6 separate regions of the Mus musculus genome follow, and all the other regions are linked to region 4. The links are chromatin contacts, called in public Hi-C, HiCAR-type, HiChIP or PLAC-seq and promoter capture Hi-C maps. All regions are on one chromosome and are shown on one strand. The core of a region is the stretch at or near the end of the contact, and the rest is flanking DNA. Distances in the headings are between cores, read along the strand shown.

The links. Promoter capture Hi-C pulls out the DNA fragments that hold promoters and counts their contacts. A called contact is a pair of places that touch in the nucleus more often than the background predicts. HiCAR-type assays count read pairs that join an accessible place to other places. HiChIP or PLAC-seq counts read pairs in DNA pulled down with a chosen protein or histone mark.
Region 1: a contact with region 4 is called in a Hi-C map of LSK cells, with 4 times the contacts expected there. The contact joins the promoter of Fbxo33 here to the promoter of Foxa1 in region 4. A contact is called at or near these places in 2 of 39 promoter capture datasets (cranial neural crest and liver), 3 of 484 Hi-C or Micro-C datasets (LSK cells, the N1E-115 cell line and cardiomyocytes) and 3 of 115 datasets of contacts at active chromatin or transcription factors (astrocytes, embryonic stem cells and large pre-B cells).
Region 2: a contact with region 4 is called in a HiCAR-type map of astrocytes, with 5 times the contacts expected there. The contact joins the promoter of Pnn here to the promoter of Foxa1 in region 4. A contact is called at or near these places in 6 of 39 promoter capture datasets (the HPC-7 cell line, cranial neural crest, frontonasal cranial neural crest and 3 more), 2 of 484 Hi-C or Micro-C datasets (LSK cells and pre-B cells) and 5 of 115 datasets of contacts at active chromatin or transcription factors (astrocytes, embryonic forebrain, forebrain and 2 more).
Region 3: a Hi-C map of pro-B cells shows a contact between it and region 4, with 2.7 times the contacts expected there. The contact joins the enhancer-like site here to the promoter of Foxa1 in region 4. A contact is called at or near these places in 2 of 39 promoter capture datasets (embryonic stem cells and liver), 1 of 15 datasets of contacts at CTCF or cohesin (large pre-B cells), 3 of 484 Hi-C or Micro-C datasets (B cells, large pre-B cells and pro-B cells) and 5 of 115 datasets of contacts at active chromatin or transcription factors (astrocytes, embryonic forebrain, embryonic stem cells and 2 more).
Region 5: a contact with region 4 is called in an H3K27ac HiChIP or PLAC-seq map of embryonic stem cells, with 8 times the contacts expected there. The contact joins the enhancer-like site here to the promoter of Foxa1 in region 4. A contact is called at or near these places in 2 of 39 promoter capture datasets (embryonic stem cells and liver), 10 of 115 datasets of contacts at active chromatin or transcription factors (astrocytes, embryonic forebrain, embryonic hindbrain and 5 more) and 1 of 9 other capture datasets (embryonic stem cells).
Region 6: a contact with region 4 is called in a promoter capture Hi-C map of hippocampal neurons, with 5 times the contacts expected there. The contact joins the promoter of Mbip here to the promoter of Foxa1 in region 4. A contact is called at or near these places in 1 of 39 promoter capture datasets (hippocampal neurons) and 1 of 115 datasets of contacts at active chromatin or transcription factors (embryonic forebrain).

Annotation. Positions count from the first base shown.
Region 1 is chr12:59,218,054-59,221,603 of GRCm38.p6, reverse strand. It overlaps Fbxo33 (F-box protein 33), which reads left to right and starts at 2,121. Exons shown (of 4, transcript NM_001033156.4): 1 at 2,121-2,744. The coding sequence starts at 2,125.
Region 2 is chr12:59,065,470-59,068,669 of GRCm38.p6, reverse strand. It overlaps Pnn (pinin), which reads right to left and starts at 1,751. Exons shown (of 9, transcript NM_008891.2): 1 at 1,555-1,751; 2 at 820-891; 3 at 317-385. The coding sequence starts at 1,667.
Region 3 is chr12:58,918,505-58,921,862 of GRCm38.p6, reverse strand. It overlaps the pseudogene Gm2649. Among named protein-coding and RNA genes, the nearest start is that of Sec23a, 92 kb to the left of the region's middle. Within about 2 kb of position 1,517, at least 26 of the 459 cell types and tissues checked have an H3K27ac peak or open chromatin away from gene starts, as enhancers often do. A contact at or near this core is called in pro-B cells, where this site is marked.
Region 4 is chr12:57,543,942-57,547,460 of GRCm38.p6, reverse strand. It overlaps Foxa1 (forkhead box A1), which reads left to right and starts at 1,350. Exons shown (of 2, transcript NM_008259.4): 1 at 1,350-1,797. The coding sequence starts at 1,726. It also overlaps a transcript of Ttc6 not described here.
Region 5 is chr12:58,973,911-58,977,454 of GRCm38.p6, reverse strand. It overlaps Sec23a (SEC23 homolog A, COPII coat complex component), which reads left to right. Exons shown (of 20, transcript NM_009147.2): 15 at 2,796-2,873. Among named protein-coding and RNA genes, the nearest start is that of Sec23a, 36 kb to the left of the region's middle. Within about 2 kb of position 1,799, at least 3 of the 459 cell types and tissues checked have an H3K27ac peak or open chromatin away from gene starts, as enhancers often do. A contact at or near this core is called in embryonic stem cells, where this site is marked.
Region 6 is chr12:56,344,413-56,347,739 of GRCm38.p6, reverse strand. Mbip (MAP3K12 binding inhibitory protein 1) reads left to right here and starts at 1,846. Exons shown (of 9, transcript NM_145442.2): 1 at 1,846-2,068. The coding sequence starts at 1,940.

The DNA of each region.
Region 1 (3,550 bases), core at 872-3,371, 1.7 Mb before region 4:
CATGTAGACTTCCAACAGAAGATGTGGCCCAGGTTAAAGGTGTGTCTTCCTGTCTCAAGATCCAAATCAGGCTTGTCTTTCACCTCAAAGGTCCCAACTAGAAGTAAATCTACCCACTTCAAACCAAGCAGAATATCTTTCACAAGTTTGCCCTCCATTTCTGGATTGTACTTCATTCCAGATATAGTCACACTGGCATCCAAGAATAGCCATAACAGAGGTGTAAACTAAAGTGGAGCTCCAGAAGTCTACGGCTCTCTTCAAAATACTTAAATGACTTTGAAACTGAAGTCCAAATCCAAGTCTTAATTCCCTGATTTACTGTTACCACTTAATGTTCATTGAATGCTTATAAAACGGTAATTACATAGAATTTTACAGACAAGGGTTCAAAGAAATGACCTACCTGGAATACATTTTTTATTCAAAGTACCAACTGAGCTGATGTAAATTTAGAGGTAAAAGAATACTATTATTGAGCCGGGCGTGGTGGCACATGCCTTTAATCCCAGTACTCGGGAAGCAGACGCAGGCGGATTTCCAAGTTCGAGGCCAGCCTGGTCTACAAAGTGAGTTCCAGGACAGCCAGAGCTATACAGAGAAACCCTGTCTCAAAAAACAAAAAACAAAAACCAAAAACAAAAACAAAAAAATACTATTATTGGTAGTTTACTAGGTTCGTGACACCAAACTGTATAAAAGAAATGTGACAGAAGGTCTGCTGTTACATCACAGAGCTAAAGATATCTAGACTAGCTAGTTTCTTAGTGTGGTTTGAAGCAGCAGACATAAAATTTCTTAACCACGCCGGGCGTGGTGGCACACGCCTTTAATCCCAGCACTCGGGAGGCAGAGGCAGGCAGATTTCTGAGTTCGAGGCCAGCCTGGTCTACAAAGTGAGTTCCAGGACAGCCAGGGCTACACAGAGAAACTGTCTCGAAAAACGAAAAGAAAAAAAAAATCTCTTAACCCTTTAGATATCGCTGCTTCCTACAATTTGACTGAGATACTTCGCATGCTGAGAACGTGAAGGGCTGTTTTTAAAATCCCTTTCTTTGGGGGCACCAAACTAAAGAAAAGCTCTCCTCTCCAACTTATTTGTAGGAGTATCAGAGACTATCAAAATAGCTACTTTATTTCATCCATGTTACTTTTGTATACAGGGGTGTGTTGTTACAGAAGTACAGTGGTACACTGAAGAGGTATCCACAGCTCTCTTCACAAACACTTCAATGACTTTAAGAAACTGAAAATTAAAACCTGTCTTAACTTCCTAATTTGATGTTACCACTAAGTGATCGTTAGCTATTAATAAAACATACTAATTATACAGAACTTTTGCAGACAAGGGTTCAGAGAGCATTTAAGTCTGGGTACCAGCCCTCAAGATGAAAATCGTTAGCCATTTTTTTCCTGCCCCTCTAAAGACGAAAGGTGGCGCTGCCGTCACTGGTTCAGCAATGGGGCGTGTGCGGCCTCCGCACGTCGGAAGAGGAAGGTCCGCGTGCCGCCACGATCCGCCTTTCCTGGGAAGCCGATTTTGTCCTGCTCTGAACAAGATGTAAAAAGAAGCCGGCGTGCGAGCCCTCGGGCGCCGCGACCTCAGCCCAGCGAATGAGAAAGCGTCGGGACTTAGCGCAGCACGCCGGGGTTCCGCCTCGAGCACGCTGCAAGGGCCAGACCTACCCGGCGAGGGACGCCCAGAGTGGCCCCGCCCCCACGCCTCTAGCCCCGCCCCGGGTCGCTGACGTCAACGGTCACGTGCCGCGCGATCCAGGCAACCAGGAGCTCCCCCGGTTCCGGAAGTCTCGCAAAGCCGCGCCAGGCTCCGCCCGTCGCCGTGACGTCACTCTCAGTCCCTACCACTACCGAGCCTCCGCGTCCGGGTACCGGGAGAACCACGGTTTCCTCGGAAGCAGCGCGGTCGCCTCCGCATCCCTGGTCCGTTCGAGAGAGGATTTCGAGGTCGTTGCCCGGGCCGGCCGGGGAGCACTTGCTTGCGGTACGGAAAGTCAGCGGCGTGCAGGCCTCCCCGCGCCAGCTTTTCCCCCCTCTCAGCCGGTCCGAGTGCACTTGGTTCCGCCGAGGCGCACGACGGTTCCGCCCCCTTCTTCCTTGTCATTGATGTTGTTGTTCTTGTCAGTGCCGCAACCCCGACCGCCGGGAGCGCGAACCCGAGCCGGGGCCGCCCGGTTGGTGCGGTGGCGGCGGCGGCAGCGGCTGCGGCTGCTGCAGCTGCGCCGGCTGCGGGGGCTGCTGCGAGGACTGCGCAGGCGGCCGGGGACGGGCGGCCGGCGGCCGAGCCGGATGGCTCTGTGCGGGCAGGCGGCCGGCGCCGCGTCGCTGCCCAGCGAGCTCATCGTGCACATCTTCTCCTTTCTGCCGGCGCCCGACCGGCTGCGGGCCTCGGCCTCCTGCTCGCACTGGCGGGAGTGCCTCTTCTACCCAGCGCTGTGGCCCCAGCTCCGCATCTGCCTCCGCGTCTCGCCCGCGGAGCAGCCGCGGCTAGAGTTCCTCATGCGCAAGTGCGGCTGGTTCGTGCGGGAGCTGCGGGTTGAGTTCGCCGCGGAGAATTATCTGAGCGGAGGCGGCGGCCCGGGCGACGGCGGTAGCGGCGGCGGCACCGACACGGGCACCGGAGGGGAAGACGGGGAGGCCCTGCAGCTCTCCTCCCGCTGGCTGGAAGTACTGCGCATCTACTTGGAGCTGGTGTTGTGCGTGCTGCTCAGCATCCGGAACAACAGGTAGGCTTGCGTGGGGACCGAGAGGGTCTGGCCTTCCGCTGGCCTTGGGAAAGATCCCGTGGGGTGTGCCGGCCGGCCTCAGGATGGCCTTGTGTAGGTGCAGCTATCCGTTCCTGACCAGACTATTTCCGGAGACAGAAGAGGTGATAACGGGACTCCTGGAGCGTCTCAGGCATGCTTTCATTCATCCGTTCTTGTCCATGGGCTAGAGCTGCTGGGCAATGCCATTATCTTATGCGTGGGAAAGTTGTGAGTTAAGGGTGAGGCCTGTACAAAAAAATAAGGTGGTTTTCTGATTCTGAATTTGACCATTGGTGATGGGTAATTAATTCATAGTGACGAGGTGAGTAAGTTTCCTTGCTGATGTCCATGATTACAAGAATTAACCTATAAGAATTCTTTAACAGTCCTTTTCTTACCTGAAATAGTTTTACTAGCCTGGGCCATGTCCAAAGACTGGGAGGAGTGCTAGTTAAAATCATTAGGGGAGGAAAATTGTCAGACTTGAAGCCGCATCCCATACACCATCAGGCTGGACTTACTCCCAGTGATTCACACAAAAGTAACGCTACCTAACTTGGGGTGGGATAAAGGAGCTGGGCATACTGTGGGGGTTAAGTATGAGACTCATTGTGCATCAGGACTTTAGTGTAATTCCACCTAGAGCTCATGGCCCATATTCGGACTCCAGCACAGAGTCCCTATGAAAGTCTAGTGCCTGCCAAACCATATTTATATTTTCTTTATCTGGATATTCATTCCAAACTTACAATGTCACTCTTAATTTGGAAGAAAAATAATTGCAG
Region 2 (3,200 bases), core at 502-3,001, 1.5 Mb before region 4:
AAAGGTGAATGGGTGTTCAAATGCTCATCTCCAGAAGGCATATTCTACTGAGTTTATATCGCATTTACCACTTTCTTATGGGGGGTGGGGGAGGGGTGGAAGCAAGATGCTCCAAACCAAGCTTTGCTCTCTTCTCATATCCAAACGTTTCTTGGTGTTTTTTAAAGTACAAAACAGAACGTGTTACTTCTAATCCCACTGAGTTCTGTAAACTGGGCTAGCCCAGTTCAAATCAATCCCAATGACATAGAAATATCTGTAGTGTCCCAGAAAACAAGATGGGTACTGACTCTCCAGACATCTTTTGAAACCATACCTACTGACTGCCCCTTCCAGGTCTCTTTGTTTGGCTGGGGGTCCTCCTCCACTATCTGAGAATCCACGCCTGCAATGAGAAACATCCAACCTAAAGCTCGAGAAACATTAGCAGAAACTGGTATTTCTAGTCGACTAGAGAATTTAGTTGATTTCATAAAGAAGAAAAACACAAGTGAAGCAAACTTAAGCAAACAATTACATGAACAACACCCTACCACCAATTACATTCTTAGATGTCAAAAGCCTTAACAGAACTTAAAAACAGTTAAGTTTATATGAAACTGTCCCCCCCCCACCCCCACCCCCCAGTCAGGGTTTCTCTGTATAGCCCTGGCTGTCCTGGAACTCACTTTGTAACTTTGTAGACCAGGCTGGCCTTGAATTCAGAAATCCGCCTGCCTCTGCCTCCCAAGTGTAGTGCATATGAAACTGTTCTAATATTCTCCAACCTCTACTTTTGCAATACATTTATTAGAAACAAGGCAGTTATCATCTCCTTACCTTAGCAATAAGCTACCTCGTCCTCTACCTCCACCAGGACCAGAAAGGGCCAGCAATCTGGCTTGGATGGGCCTAAAAAAGAATTATAATCAGTGTAAAAGTCCTATGCAGACACATGAGAGGGCTTCATATACTTCCACACACTAAGGTACACACTACGTAGAAATGAACACAAATAATTCTAAAATGACCGTTTCAGATCCACTTCTTCGAAACCAAACATTAAAATCCTCTTTCTTGCTTCCCCAAGACCACCGTTACGAAAATATATGTATCTCGAGACTGCTACATATTAATAAGTCTGGGTCAGGTCCTATCTGCCAACCTCAAGGGAAGGACACCCAAGCCAGCAGGGAGAGGCAGCCACTGCTTCCCCCGGGGGTCTCCGACTTGACAAGGGTTCGGAGCCGCAGGGGTGGAAAGGGGCTTTGTACTGCAGTTCCGGGCCTGCAGCGCCAAGGGCGGGAAGCCGTGGTCTCGGCCTTCCCGGGGGCGCGGAAACCACGCCGGGCAGCCGGGCGGGCCTTCCTTCCATTCGCAAGCACTCGCACCCAGTGCCCTAGGCGCAGGCATGGCGTCTCCCCGCCTAGCCGAGCAGAGGGCTCGCCCGCCGCCCGGGAAACGGGCCCCTTGACCCCAGTCGGCCCACAAGCGGCCGGTTGCCCTCTGTCCCGGGTGCGCCCGGCCCCGAGGCCCCGGACCTCGCCAACCTCTGGGGTTCCGTCCGATCCGTACCTCACATCATTCGGGTCCCGCCCGGTGAGCTTGCGGATATTCTCGTCCACATTCTTGAGGCTCTCTTTGGCCTTCTCTAGCTGCTCCTGCAAAGCTCTCACGGCGACCGCCATCTTCTCTCTGCAGCAGGCTTCGCGACCGCTCTCCAGGCCGCGCAGCGCCGCACCGCGCCCGCCGCTCCACGCGGAAGGACTGACAGCCGGCCCCAGCCAATGATCGCGGGCTTCTTCTCGGGCCTGGACCACCCGAGGACCGGAAGGGGAAGAAGCTTGTCGATCCGTGATTCTGGACCAATGAGAAGCCGGCAAGTCACTCAGCTCCTCCCCTCGCCGCCTGCCGTGGTTGCGCTCCGCTGCTTGCGCAGAGCGGGGAGGGATTACGTCGGTGTGATAGATCCAATCTCGGGGGTCTGCAAAGGCATCCTCTTAAACTTGACATGTCGCTGACTTCATAGTGCGCCTAAACTCTTCCCATGGGACGGAAGAGGCTATACATCCTTTTTTTCCTTCCCCAAGAGGTTTAATCAGAAAAGGGCATGGCAAATAATGGCTGTTGCGCATGCCCAGAGTGCAGGGAGGCGCAGGCTGTCTTCCATTAGTGAACTGAACCACCAGGAGTCTTCATCCTAACAGCTAATAGTTATTGTGGACACTGAGAATCGCTTTGCGTGCCTTAGTCGTTAAAAACTAGAAACTTGAATGAGATGGTGCTTAATGATAAGGAAATTGAGGCTGCGGACCTAGGTCCAACAGGTCGTCAGATCTCGATGAAGAGGCAATTTATATTCTGATCCTGAGCAAAGTTGTTTCCAGCAGGGCCTAATGCCTGCGGGTATAATAGAGGGTCTGGAGAAGTTGCCAGTGGTTTCCTGTGTGTATTTTCTGGATTCCACTTTGCCCTACCCACAATGCCAATATGGACGCTGGTTTTGTACTTGACATAGAGGTACACGTTTTAGTTCGGAAAAATGTTACACAAATGCAAAGGTCAAATCCTTACAAGTTTTCTCCCTGAAAAGGAACAAGAATTTTTGTTTTGTTTTTAGTAACAGTAACTTGGTCTTATCCTGTATGCTATTTGTGTGGAGGCTCATAACTGGATAGGTGAGGAAGAATTTCATTATCTTATCAATGTTAACAGCACCTGTTATCTACAAAACGAATACCATGACAGCCAAGGATACACAGAAAAACCCAGTCTTGAATAAAACCAAAACCAAAAAGAAGAAGGGGGGAAGGGGAGGAGGAGAAGGAGGAGAAGGAGGAGGAGGAGGAGGAGGAGGAGGAGGAGAAGAAGAAGAAGAAATAGAAGAAGAAGAAGAAGAAGAAGAAGAAGAAGAAGAAGAAGAAGAAGAAGAAGAAGAAGAAGAGAAAAGTCAGGTGGTAACATGCCTTTTAATCCCAGCACATGACAGGTTGAGGCAGGTGGATTAGCCTGGTTTACAGAGCTAGTTCCAGGACAGCCAGAGAATCCTGTCTGGAAATACTTACTCCCCCTCAGAGAGAAGGGTGGGGAGGGGGAGAGGGAGAGAGAGAAAGGGAGAAAAGGAGAGGGTGACAGGAAATATCTTTGAAGAAGCTTGAAGGTGTATAGCATATTAGCAGGAAGCAATATAGAAAACCAAGATTTTTTCTTTGGTAAAAAGC
Region 3 (3,358 bases), core at 268-2,767, 1.4 Mb before region 4:
AATGTCACTACAGCCCTCTGCACCAGTCACCAGCTGCCCAATGGGTGAGATTAGGAACAGTGGACACTGAGCCTGGTACACTCCAGATGCCGTACAAGACTCCTGCTGCAACCCACCATCCAGGCAGCAGGAAGGGCTGGTAGTGGACTTTCAGTAATAAAGTGTAATGGGGAGAGGGGAGAGGGGAGAGGGGAGGGGGGAGGGGGGAGGGGGGAGAGGGGAGGGGGGAGAGGGGAGAGGGGAGAGTGGAGAGGGGAGAGGGGAGAAGGGAGAGGGGAGGGGAAGAGGGGAGAGGGGAGAGGGGAGGAGAGGGGAGAGGGGAGGGGGGGAGAGGGGAGAGGGGAGGAGAGGGGAGAGGGGAGGAGAGGGGGGGAGAGGGGAGAGGGGAGGGGGGGGAGAGGGGAGAGGGGAGAGGGGAGGAGAGGGGAGAGGGGAGAGGGGAGGAGAGGGGAGAGGGGAGGGGGGGGAGAGGGGAGAGGGGAGAGGGGAGAGGGGAGAGGGGAGAGGGGAGAGGGGAGAGGGGAGAGGGGAGGAGAGGGGAGAGTGCACTGATTTATCCTGGCTGGTGGGCTCTGCCAAACTGTTATTGCTGCTGAGGCTGCTTGATGTCAGCCTTGTAAGCCAGGCCCTTGGCCTTCTCTGCACTGGCCAGATCATCTTTGGCTTCTTTTGCTGCCCCAAGAAGTATACTGGAAAGAGCCCCACCTCGTAGCTTTGCCAAGATGTAATTAAAAACTCTTCATTGTCTTGGTCACATTGCTTTTGAAATGGGCAGACCAAGTTCCTGGACAGCTCTGGAGATGCCAAATAAGGAAGCTCGAGGCTTCCTGTGGGTTTCGGTCCAGCAGCTGTCATCAGAGTTCACACATCACTGCTCCACACCATCAGCTGGTTGTGTTTGAAGTTTCACATGAATGCCGTTGTGTGATTCTGTGGCTCTACAATAGAGTCTTCCAGGATGTACATCAAATGATCGACATTGGCAGGAAGCACCTGTTTTACCCAATGTACCAGCCTGTTGATCTTGGTCAGGAGTCTTCAGGACAGAAGATTCCAGTCAGGGGTCACCTCCCCGTGCACTGTGTGTTCAGTTAAGCTGTGTTTGCTATAGAGATTTGGGTTCCATTGCCACATGGCAGTGATCTCTTGGTCTCAGGAACTTAGAGCACTTTCTGGTCCAGGAAATACTTTACCATCACTGAGGCCTGGGCAGGCCTAGCATCTGAACAGCATCTGGGTGCAGAGCCAGGGGTGAACAAGGCTTGTTGAATGCCTGTCAGGCTCGCAAGTTCAGCCTCTGTTGGACTAGGCCCAAGTTGCTACCATGGTCATAGGGATTATAAGACTGTGCCTTAAAAAAAATTTTTTTTAAATCAAATGTTATTTATTTTGTAGTCTAGGTAGTTATTTAAAAATAACAATTAGAAAAAAAAGTGAAAACTGTTCTGTCGCTGTGGCAAATGTCACGGCTGAGCAAGGCTTACAGTTCCTGATGGATGGGAGTCCCTCACGGTGGGTAGGGATGGTAGCACGCGGAAGGGCAGGAGGCAGAAAGTTGAGTGGTCACATCCTCAGCCACAAACCACAGAGGAAGCAGAGACGGAGAATGAAAAGCTGGGAGAAGTTGTAAATTCTTTTATTTACTATTATTAAAGATGTATTTATTTATTTTATGTATATGAGTACACCATTGCTCTCTTCAGACATACCAGAAGAGGGCATCGGATCCCATTACAGATGGTTGTGAGCCATCATGTGGTTGCTGGGAATTGAACTCAGGAATTCTGGAAGAGCAGTCGGTGCTCTTAACTGCTGAGCCATCTCTCTAGTCTCTAGGCCCAAAGTTACAAATTCTTTTTTTTTTTTTTTTTTTTTTTTTTACATTTTTCTAAAGATTTATTCATTCTATCTAGATATTTAATTTTTTATTAGATATTTTCTTTATTTGCATTTCAAATGTTATCCCTTTTCCTGGTTTCCTCTCGGAAAACCCCCTCTCCCCTCTCCCCTCCCCCTGCTCACCAACCCACCCACTCCTGCTTCCTGGTCCTGGCATTCCCTTACACTGGGGTATTTAGCCTTCACAGGACCAAGGGCCTGTCAAGCCCATCCCCAGTGATGTATTTCCTTCAGCAGGGCTGTTCCACCTCCCCAAACAGCGCCACCAACTGGGGACCAAGTGTTCAAGTGTCTGAGTCTATAGAGGGCATTTCTTATTCAAACCACCACATTCAGAATAAAAAGGGAGTTGCTATGCTAACCCTAGTTTAAAACTGTTAACGCAGTAAAGAGGTTATGAAGGGAGGGTTCCTATGCATAGTCACTTATTGGGAAAACCTGCCAGAAGCACACAGGCTTGCACAGAGACATGTCGGCTTCAGATTGAAGCTACTCAGTATCAGTTTTGTGTGTGTGTGTGTGTGTGTGTGTGTGTGTGTGTGTGTGTGTGCACATGTGCATATGTCTGTGGAGGCAAGAAGATGACCTCAAGTGTTATTCCTCAGGTATTGGCCTATTTTTTTCTTCTTTCTTTATTTTTGACACAGGTCTCTTACTGGCCTGGACTTTGCCAAGTAGGCTAGGCTGTGTGCACAGCAGGCTCCAGGGACCCTTGCTTCCATCATTCCGTTGCTGGGGTTACGGTGTGCATCACCATGCCTGGGTGCTGGGTCTGGAACTTGGGTCCTCATGTTTGTAAGATAAACACTTTGACAAACAAGCTATCTCTCCAGCACCACTATCATTCTTTACAGAGCCTTTCTCGAATTGTTTCTAATTTAGAGTAAGATTAATGGTTTATTTAAAAATGACCAGGACCTAGCATTTTATTTGTGGCACATGTTGTCTGTGATTACGTATTGTACAACTCACTGGCTTGTTACTAAAATGAATAGCAGCAATCTGGGAGGGAACCAGAGAAAACTTCCTTAGTGAAGATTCTAATATTAATCCTCCAAATTTAAAAACAGAAAAAAGGCAATCCTTAGGTTATAAGCAAATCTTTTCTGAGTTAGATGAAATGTATGTTCTTCCCCCTATGTAGACACTGATGGAAAGATGAAAGATTTTTATTTTCAGGCGCTAAGTTCTTTTTCTTTTTCTTTTTTTGCGATTGGATATCCCTCTGTAGCTCAGGCTGGTGTCAAACTCATGGCCATCCTCCTGTTTCAGCCTCTTGAGTGTTGGGATTATACATGTGAGCTTGGTTTTGTTTTATAAATTCTTTTTCAGGTATACAATTGTAGCTTCAAATATTTTTTCAAAGAATTTTTAAAAAAATTAAAGCAATATTGTTCTTTTTATTGAAAATAGATTTTTTTCCATACAGTATATTATGATTACAGATTCCTCTCCCCCA
Region 4 (3,519 bases), core at 101-2,600:
AGGGCCGCACAGTCACACTTACTTCGAAATGCACGAGGTAGTATACATTTTCACGAACACTTGCAGTCAATGGGGGGGGGGGTAAGCACCTTCTCCAAACCTATCACACACTCTGTCTAGCCTAATCTCTTTGGTTAGTCTCTTTCCGCTGGATACGAGGGCAAGCCACTAACTATGAAGAACTGGAAGAAAGCGAGAGACTTTGAGTGGGGGAGAATTTTCCCCATCTACCCAGGACCTTTTGAGAGTCTGATAGCCTAGCCCTGCTCTTCCAGCTCAGAGACGACCAGGCACCTCTGTGGGCTGACTCCAGCTTCAGGCTGGCACCTCATTTAGCGTGGCAGATGCGTTCCAGCACCCAGGCCCATACACTCCCAGTTTATGCCGGTGTTTAGGAAGATGTCCCCTCCCCCTGACCTTTCTCTATCAGAAACCAGACGGTCGCCTCTAGCTTGGTCCCAGAGGCTGTAGAAGGGGGGGAGGAGGAGGAGGAGGAGCCCGGCAGAGAGGCAGGCTTGACTAGGATCCGCCTGCCTTATCACACAAACATCTGCGCGCAGTTTCTTCCTCTTTCTGATCGCTGCAGTTGACAAGGGGAGTGGAGTGGACTGAGGCGGAAAAAAAAAGTTATGTCATAAAAATATAAAACGGTGCTGTGACTCACCTGCTCTTAGCCGCAGGTACGAGTTTCGTGGCAGCGCCTCCGTTCTGCTCGCCAGGAGCCCAGGTCGGCCTAACGTCACTTTGCTCGGCTGACTCAGATGACTGGGTTTCTAGTGACGAGGCAAAAGTGGGGCTTTTCCCCTCTCCAAGCCCCGAAGGCCGGGAAGTAGGGGTAGTCTTCCAGGGTTGAACTTTGGGTCAAGAATCAGGATGAGGGGAGCAAAGGAGCCAAGTGGACCAAGAGCGGAGTCGTAGTAAGGTCCAGGGGGTGGTGAGCACCTCTAGGAGGGAACTCGGGGTCATTCAGCGAGCACGATCCTTGCGCTGTAGCTCTGATGCCACCACCCAGGTCCTTCTCCCGCAGCACAGCTCTTTGGGTCCAGAGCCCTGGCCTGTCCTCCAAGGCACCGCCTATTTTTCCTTTTCTTCTTTTTTTTCCTTTTCTTTTCTTTCTCTTTTTTTCCTTTTCCAAAGGGGGTCACACACACACCCGCCCTATTTTCCTCTTTCCCTAGCCGCGAGGCTTAAACCAATTATACTGCTTTGTAAACAAAGTGAGGGCCAGGTTTGGGGGAGGGGATGGCGGGAGGGGCGCGGGGGGCGCGCGGCGCTGGCGCGGCGGGGCGGGAGGCGCGGCGGCTGGACTGGCGGGCGGCCGCCTCACAGGTGCACCTCGGGCTTTGTAGGTGCGAGCGTCTTTGTGCGGCGGACAAATGGGGAGAGGACGAGGAGGTGGGCACTCCGGCGACGTAAGATCCACATCAGCTCAACTGCACTCGCTTCGCACAGGCCGCCCGCTCACTTCCCGCGGAGGCGCTGCCGGGCGCCGCGCTCCGCGGCCGCCTCCTGTCCCCGGCGCTGCCCCCTCCCGCCGCGCCGCGCCGCCGCCGCCGCGCACGCCGCGCCCCGCAGCGCCGGGCTTCCTCCTCGCCCGGGTGGCGCTGGGCCCTCGAGCGCTCCGGTGACCGCAGCGGCTCCGCGCCCCTCCCCCGCCCCGAGCAGCGCACCCGCCCGTCGCTCCGCACAGGGTTGGATGGTTGTGTCGGCCGGGCTGGCTCCAGGATGTTAGGGACTGTGAAGATGGAAGGGCATGAGAGCAACGACTGGAACAGCTACTACGCGGACACGCAGGAGGTGAGAGGCGGGGAGGCGGTGGGGCGTCCCCAGAGTCGGTGTCCGGGGAGACTCAGGCGAGGTGGGCTCCTGCCCGGACTGGGGCGGGCGGGGTGGGGGCGGCTCGCCCGAGGCGCGGCTTCCAGTGTGGCCCCCACCCGACCTCTCGATCAGCCCGCTGCCCGCTGGGTCCTGGCGCTTGCAACCAGCGGAGAGTTTTGGGAAACTCTGGGCTTTGAAAACACGGGCTCCGGAAGGGAAGCACTTGTCTTTGCCCGCTAGAGAGCCGGGGCTGGAGCCCAGCCCCGGGAGCCGCGGGCGGGCAGGCGGGCTCTGGCTTGAGTAAAGAATAACTGAGAGAGTCGGTGCTCGCTTACCGGGAGGCCTCTCGGTCACACCATGTAATTAGCCGACGTCTTTGGATAAAAATGATCTGTTGCAGAAGTTGGAGTTTTTCGTAAAGAATGATTTCTAAATTTTATAAAACTTAATTCTTCAAAAGCCATTTGTAGAAAAGTGTCTATTCGTTCGTCTCTAGGACCGCTGGGTGGCGCTAGTGCGAACAGAATCTTTTTCCAGAACTCGGGGCCAAGAACCTGTTTCTCTTCATTGTCCCCTTGGTGGCATGTTCACTGGGTTTATTTTACATTGTGCACAAAAGCATTGCGAGGAGAATCAGGTACAGGCAGGGCCACTACCTATTGAAAGTATTTTCTAGAAACAGCTGCCGATTACCTTCAAAAGTGTAATTACCGTTATCGAAAGCGCTTACCGAGAAAGCCTCGTGCGATCTTGGAGAGAGGACTAGAAATAAATCCCAAAGTACTTTAAGATCTGTACAGAAAAGTACAGAGTCCGAAAAGACCTTCGCGGCGATTTATTTATTCGTTTCTGTGTTTCTTTGGGAACCATCTCTTTTTTGAGTCTTCTTTTTGAAATCTATTCATCTCTTATAGTTTCACATGGAGTTACATTTGCTGATGAACATAAATTTAAGGACGTCAATATTTTCTGTTAGATTACCAAATAAGCAGTTATACGTCAGGACTCTTGTTTTTTAGCCACCTAGTTATTATCTCGACTGCTACGGATGGAGATTTCGCTTACCGATAACTTTTAGTAGGCGCTCAGACCACTTTCAGGAGTTTAATTTTGATGCAATCACCTCGGCCCACCAGAGAAGACCCCCATAGAAAGAGCTTTCTTACATCTCAAAGCTGAGAATTAGGAAGCAGAATAGCATTAAGAGAAAGCAAGTAGAGTTTCACTTGGGAATTTTAAGTTGGTCCGAACTATAGCTCTAAAGCCTAGGCTTTGGTGTGAGCAGCAGCAACTATCGGTTACAGGGTGTGTGTGTGTGTGTGTGTGTGTGTGTGTGTGTGTGTGTGTGTGTGTGTGTGAATTGTGTTACCAAAGTTTTCAATTGCCAGAGGACTACAAACAGGTAACAGAATTAACGCGAGGTTTTGTATAGCGTGAAGAGCTATACATGCAAAGTCACGCTAAAGTTAATTGTATGCACCGCGTTGTTCTGGTGTGCAGCTTTTTTTTTTTTTTCATTTTATTTTTTTTCCCAGAACTTTATTTAACTGATAAGTTTGCTTCTTTTTTAAAATACTATCATTGTTACAAGTAGGTGGAAAACATTTCTAAATATAATAACAGAAAGTCATCTTTGGCACCAACTCTTAAGACAAAGCCAGTTGCTGGGAGATGAGTAATTGGGACGGAGGGAGGGTCATA
Region 5 (3,544 bases), core at 550-3,049, 1.4 Mb before region 4:
AAGTATCTCACCTGAGCTTCTTCAAAACAGCAGAAGAATGTCATGTAGCCAAGAAGTTTTCTTGACTATCACCACTATCAATAGAAGAGTGATACACAATCCTGAACTTCCCACCCTGACAGAGAAGCTATTCCCAGTTTATTGCACAGGCTTCTTAGCATCATGTGGCCTGTACCCAGTGCTTTGATTCAGTGCTCTGCTTTGTTTATTTTTTAAATTTATTTACGTATTTTGAATGTAGGAGTACTCTTTCTGCATGTACACCTACATGCCAGAAGAGGGCCAGCGCCACCATGTGATGTTGCTGGGAATTGAATTCTGGAAGAAGAGCCAGTGTTCCTAACCACTGAGCCAGCTCTCCAGCCCCAGTACTTTGTTTTAAATGGAACTTTTAAAAAACCTTTCTTGTGTTGGTAATTGTACTCAAGGCCCCATCCAGCCAGTGTGCTGACTCCTTAGCTCTTGTACTGTGTGCTAAAATAGAAGGGCTCCTGTTTCCTGGGTTGCACTTTGCCCTAGCATTTTACTGACTAATTTTACATGTTAGTGTTTTCATGTCACCAACCATGTGAGCTTTCCATGTGGCTAATAAATTGTGCTCTGAAATGGATTGCTTCTTGGGCCTTTTCATAGAAAATGACTTTGTCTTCATAAATGTTGTGTTGTTTTAAGGGTCTAAAAGCTGAAGTGTCCAGTGTGTGCACTTGGGCAGTAGCTGTGACCTGCAGTACAGTGTCCTGACCATCTTGCTGGAGCTATTGCATTCACAGGTTGTCATGCATGGCACTACAGTTTTATAGTGCACTCTGCACCATCAACTTGCATAAAACCCATTGGACACCTTCTATTGAAAAATTTTTTTCTTTTTCTTTTGCAAAAGACGCAGGATTGCAATTTTTCTTTTTTTTGAGACAGGGTTTCTCTGTGTAGCCCTGGCTGTCCTGGAACTCACTTTGTAGACCAGGCTGGCCTCGAACTCAGAAATCTTCCTGCCTCTGCCTCCCGAGTGCTGGGATTAAAGGCGTGCGCCACCATGCCCGGCTAGGATTGCAATTTTTAATTTTTAAGGAGTTTTTTTTTTTTTTTTTTTTTTTTTTAGCAAGTTTAGGCTTCTCTTTTATCTCATACCTCAACTTCACAAACTGCTGTAATTATCTGATATATTTTTAAAAGAGAAACACTGATTAAAAATCATTAGGACCTAGTGAATAACCAAACGAGACAATTGCATCAAGCACAAAATTTAAGTTTCCTCACTATGCATAGCAAGCTGTTAGCCACACAGTGAACATTTTACAACATGTACACAGAGGACAGGTTATTGATAGAGCAGTGAAAAGTTTACTTTGATCTTGTGTCACATCAAGAGACCAGTGGAGGTAATTTGGGAGAAAGGCAGATAGTCTTTTTTGACTGTATCTACTTTTTGTGTAACATCTATTGCCTGTTTTATGTGCCTTGGTTGTATGAGGTCCAAAACAGAATGGCATTATCCAAATGTTAGTCATATTTCCTTCACCCCAACAGAGAAAGCTCTATTTCAGCTCATCGTTCAGAGGTTGCGGTTTATGGCCTATGGCTTTAGGCCTGTGTGACGCTGCAGTAAGAAAGACTGATTCTACAGTTCTCGTCAAGAAATGCTTCCTTCAGTGACCAAAATACCTCCTATTGGGCACTCTTCCCCCCCCCCCCCCCCCCCCCCCTGTGAGCTGGTGAACAAGCCTCCAGCACATAGGCCTGTGGGGCAGAGACTTACTTAACACAGTGAGGCTGGTGGGTGAGGTCATGGCTGTTGTAGTAGGAGCTCATCCTTGGGTGAGGCAGCTGGATGCCTCTTGCCATGGTCTCGAGAATACATGACCTGCTTCTCTGTTGCCTGTGACATGACTTACCTCAGTCTAACTTCTGACTCTGTAAATCTTTTTCTTCACTAGGCTTGGTTTTCCTTTGACTCTTTTTCTTTTGGGCACTTTTTCTTTTTTATTTTTTAAGATTTATTTATTTATTTATTATATGTAAGTACACTGTACACTGTAGCTGTCCTCAGACACTCCAGAAGAGGGAGTCAGATCTCGTGATCGGATGGTTGTGAGCCACCATGTGGTTGCTGGAATTTGAACTTCCGACCTTTGGAAGAGCAGTCGGGTGCTCTTACCCACTGAGCCATCTCACCAGCCCCGCACTTTTTCTTTTTTTATGTATATGAGTACATCATAGCTGTCTTCAGACACACCAGAAGAAGGCATCAAATCCCATTACAGATGGTTGTGAGCCACCATGTGGTTGCTGGGAATTGAACTCATGGCCTTGGGAAGAGCAGTCAGTGCTCTTAACCTCTGAGCCAGCTCTCCAGCTCCTTGGGCACTTTCAGTATAGCATACTTTGTACCAGAAGTTTATTTTTGTAGCTCCTGTAGTGCATTGATTGTGTGTCTTTCTATCCGTGGACAGTATTGAAAAAGATACGGTGGTAGTCTTAGGAAGTTTCTGTTGGCCTCCTCCTCCTCCCATTGGCATTACATATTCTCTATTTGCTACAAAAGACATTTGCTTATAACAACAAATCTAAACATTTTAGGGTGAGTTGTTGCTATATTTCCGAAATTCAAATAGTTTTTTTTTTTTTTTTTTGGTTGTAATCAGTCCCTTGCTAAGTCAATACATAATATTCCAACTTTACCCTATGTTGAGTATCTGTTTCCCTAAAATTAGCAACTTTTTATAAATAGATTTTTAGTGGGCAGAATTTTCAGTTACTTTACCAGGAACAAATTGCTAATGTTTTATTTTATTCAGTGTCAAAAATTTGGAGAGTATCACAAAGATGATCCAAATTCCTTCCGGTTTTCAGAAACATTTTCTCTTTATCCTCAGGTGAGTAAGCCAAAGGCCACTTTCTTTTTCCTTATTACCAGTAGCATTGAGTTTCATCTTTTTTGTTGTTTGTCTTTTAGTAATCACATATGAACATATTTTTACTGGATTATTCTTTTAGTTAGGTAAATTTTGGGATAACTCAGAAGTTAATTTTATGCTTGTGGTAAATGATAAAATATCCCTACATGGGGCTTACAAATAGTTATTATTTATTTGCGGTGCTTGGAGACTTACTATGGGCGCAAGCAAGGTTAAACCCTGTTAGCTTGCCATCTGAGATAAGGGGTTCGAAATACAGTGATACCAAATAAACTTATGTGGTTATTTTACCACATAATGGGATAATGGCCTATTATCATCCCCTGTGAACAGTTTTATAATGCCATGCCAGGTAAGAAGTGTGAGCTTAAACTTGCCTTACAGTTTCTTTACCATCTCTGGTTGGTCTGCCTTTTTGTTTGTTTGCTTGTTTGTTTTGTTTTCCTGTTTTTAATACAGGGTCTTGTTATGTAGCTAGGGTTAGTTTTGAACTTGTCATGTTCTTGTCTTAGTCTTCCAAGTGCTAGGATCGTAATTTTGCACCTTCAGTATTTCAGTGAAATTCATTTTTGCCTTAAAAAGCTTTGTCCTGAAACTGCAACCTTTTTTTCCCCCTTGTTTATCTCGTT
Region 6 (3,327 bases), core at 597-3,096, 1.2 Mb after region 4:
AAAACAGCGTGCAGCACCTTAATCATTCCCAAATGTGTGATAAAAAGTCTTCTACTTAGTTTTTTAAAAAAAATCTGATTTCATTACTTGGTACAGAACAAGGACTCTTAGACTCCACATTACAATTGTCACCCATTAACCAGAAACTCAGAGACAAAGTGTGTTAACATTGCGATGAATCGTGAACTTCTATTACAGATATGAGTGACTTGAATGAGAGGGTGCTTGAATCTTGTGAAGATTGTATTGTCAAACCTAAGTTTACATCTTTCTGCTAACAAGGAAACAGACCAGCTTTCTCAAGATCCTGTTAAGTCTGATAATACCAGAAGTCTCTGGATATAAGTGAGTAAAAGGCTCCTTAGACAGGTAAAAGGAGTTCTTTCATTTTTACTCTCCTTATCCTAGTGTCCCTTAATTCCTTATTTCTTCCTTTATTCAGTCTGCTCTCTAAGGATAGACTACCCATTAACTTCATACTTCCACTTCCTGTATGTTAAATGCACTCAACTATCATGAAGAAGAGTTTTAAATCGTTTGTTTGCTTGCTTGCTTGCCTGCTTGCTTTTCGAGCTTTGGTTTCTTTGTGTAGCCCTTGCTGTCCTGGAACTCACTTTGTAGACCAGGCTGGCCTCATAAGGGATTTACCTGCCTCTACCTCCCTAGTGCTTTGGGATTAAAGGCCTGAGCCACTGCCGCCAGAGTTTTAATTCTTTTGTCCTTTATCTTTTAAGCTTGTTTTAAAAATTTAATAGAGCCAGGCATGGTGGAGCATGCCTTTAATCCCAGCATCCGGGAGGCAGAGGCAGGCAGATTTCTGAGTTTGAGGCCAGCTTGGTCTACAGAGTGAGTTCCAGGACAGCCAGGGTTATACAGAGAAACCCTGTCTCAAAGGAAAAAAAAATTAATAGAACTCTACATTATAAAATTATAACTTTTTTCGCTAAAATAAAGCTATCTAATAATACCCAACAAGAGTCGATTTAGTTTTATATCCTAATTTTAAAGAGTGTGGTTACATGGAATAAATTGGTCTTTTCTTTCTTTCTTTCCTTCTTTCTTTCTTTCTTTCTTTCTTTCTTTCTTTCTTTCTTTCTTTCTTTCTTTCTTTCTTCCTTTTCTTTCTTGTTGTTTTGTTTTGAGGCAGGGTTTCTCTGTGTAGCCCTGGCTGTCCTGGAACTCACTCTGTAGACAAGGCTGGCCTCGAAATCCGCCTGCCTCTGCCTCCCAAGTGCTAGGATTAAAGGCGTGCGCCACCACTGCCCGGCTGGTTTATATTTCTATTGGATTTATATTGAAACAATTTTAAGGTCAAGTGTCCAGTGATTGCACTGAGAACCCGTTGCATGTCAGAACTTTGACATAAACTATTTTGCAGGTGTAGTCATCAATGTCGTTCTATGGTAGGAAAAAGAAGCATAATGTAGCCCTTGTGTTCTTTTTAAATTCCTCATATCAAACAGTCTTATAGAGATGAAAATGTTCTATCCAGTAACGATCATCCTGGGTCAAGTTTCTAGTAATTAGAAAATTGTAAAGCACTGCTCCATCACTAACCCGCAATCTTTTTCCAAGACAACTCGACTGTTAACATTTTAAATTTTAATAGCGGGACTCAAATTCTAACACTTAAGAGTAAGGCTCTGCCAACATTCACAGGGAGCATCTAAGAGCCAAGTAGGTTTCTAAACCAAGGTGGACCACAGAAAACACCACCAGACAGAAGGTCCAGCTTCACATACACAAGTTCCCTCGGAGCACAGCTATCCTTGCTCTTGATTGGTCTTCCTGTGTGTCTGTCACACACAGAGGGTGGGGCCTATCCTCAAGCTCTAAGTGAGACGCTCTAGTTTTACGTCATCTCAGTGCGACGAAGTCCGCGAGGGAGGGGTGGGGTGAGCGCTGTTCGCGGTGGTTGGGGGGCTGCTTTGAAGGTGTCATGGCTGCTGCTGCGGAGCTTAGTTCCTCAAGCGGCAGCGAGAGGAGCCTGGAGCAATGCTCCAGCCCCCTCCTCACCCGCGAGGTCCTCTGCGAAGTCTTTCGCTCCTTGCACACCCTGACAAGACAGGTAAGTGGGGGTGCGGCGGGGAAGGGGTGGGTGGGGAGGGAGAGCATCCCGGTCCTTGTCCCCTTAGTTCTCTCGGAGGCGGGGGTCGCGGAGCCCCGCTGGCACGGTGTGTGCCGCTGGTGTGCCGTGGCCGGGCTGTGACACCCGGAAGACCCTGGGCCCAGCTCCTGGGACCGGGAGATGCCAGCGGCACGCTTGATGGCCAAGGTCTGGAGAAAACTGGGGTCCTGGCGACGAAAGCTTGCCCAAAAGATGCCTAAAAGGTGATGAGGGTGAAGGAGGTTCCTGGCGATCACGGTCCTTTTGCCTCCAGTGTATTTATCGCAGAAACTCACTGGTTAATATGGCCTGAAACTTTTCCTAGCGCCATCCCCACTCCTTGGGGGGTGATTTACTCTGGGGTTTTTTGTTTATTTGTTTGTTTTTCTGTTTTTTGTTTCTCTTGCCATTTATTGCATCTCTTACTCTTTTAAACGGGGAGGGATATATAAGGATTTCCACAATTTCATTTGTAGTATACCTAAATTTTAGTGTGAATTGTTGGATGAGTTATGTGTGGCCACTTCTAACTACATTACGACTGTCGTGTAGCTTAGCTAATTGCTCTTTACAGAAAATGTCACAGTAAACCTGGATTTTAAAAACTAGGTTACACTTTACTAGATAGTCGTGATGTAAATGAGGCAATGTTTAAATAAGGAACAAAAGTATGTTTGCCTGCTTTTAGAAGAGTTTTGTGTCAAACATGTTTCCTAATTTGTTTGGGGACTGGTTATAGTGCTTGAAATGGACACAGCACACATTTATGTCAAGGGCAGTGGTACCACCAGTGAGAATAGGACATTTACCTGATTTGTGAGGATTATTTTTAAAATCCTTAGTTGGAAAACCTTAGTAAGTTTATTCTGACTGGCAAACTACTTGAGTTGTACATTCTGTTTGGTGTTACTGGACTTCGAAAAGTTAAAAAAAATTAAACTCAGTTGCTTGATAAGCAATTAGGAAAAAAATTCTTACAAAGTCTTAAGCACTTTCCTTATTAATATTTCAGTAGTAACATCTCAGATCTTTAAATAGTTTAAAAGTTAGAGAACTTTTTGGCGTGGATTTGGAACTTAAAGATTTATTCATTTATATTTCTAATGTCAAGATGAGAAAAATCTTCTCAAATATTATGCTTAGAAATTGCAAAATAATTTACATTGATAAATTATTTGAATTATAAAATATCTAAATTTTGCATACTGAGTTTTTTAATT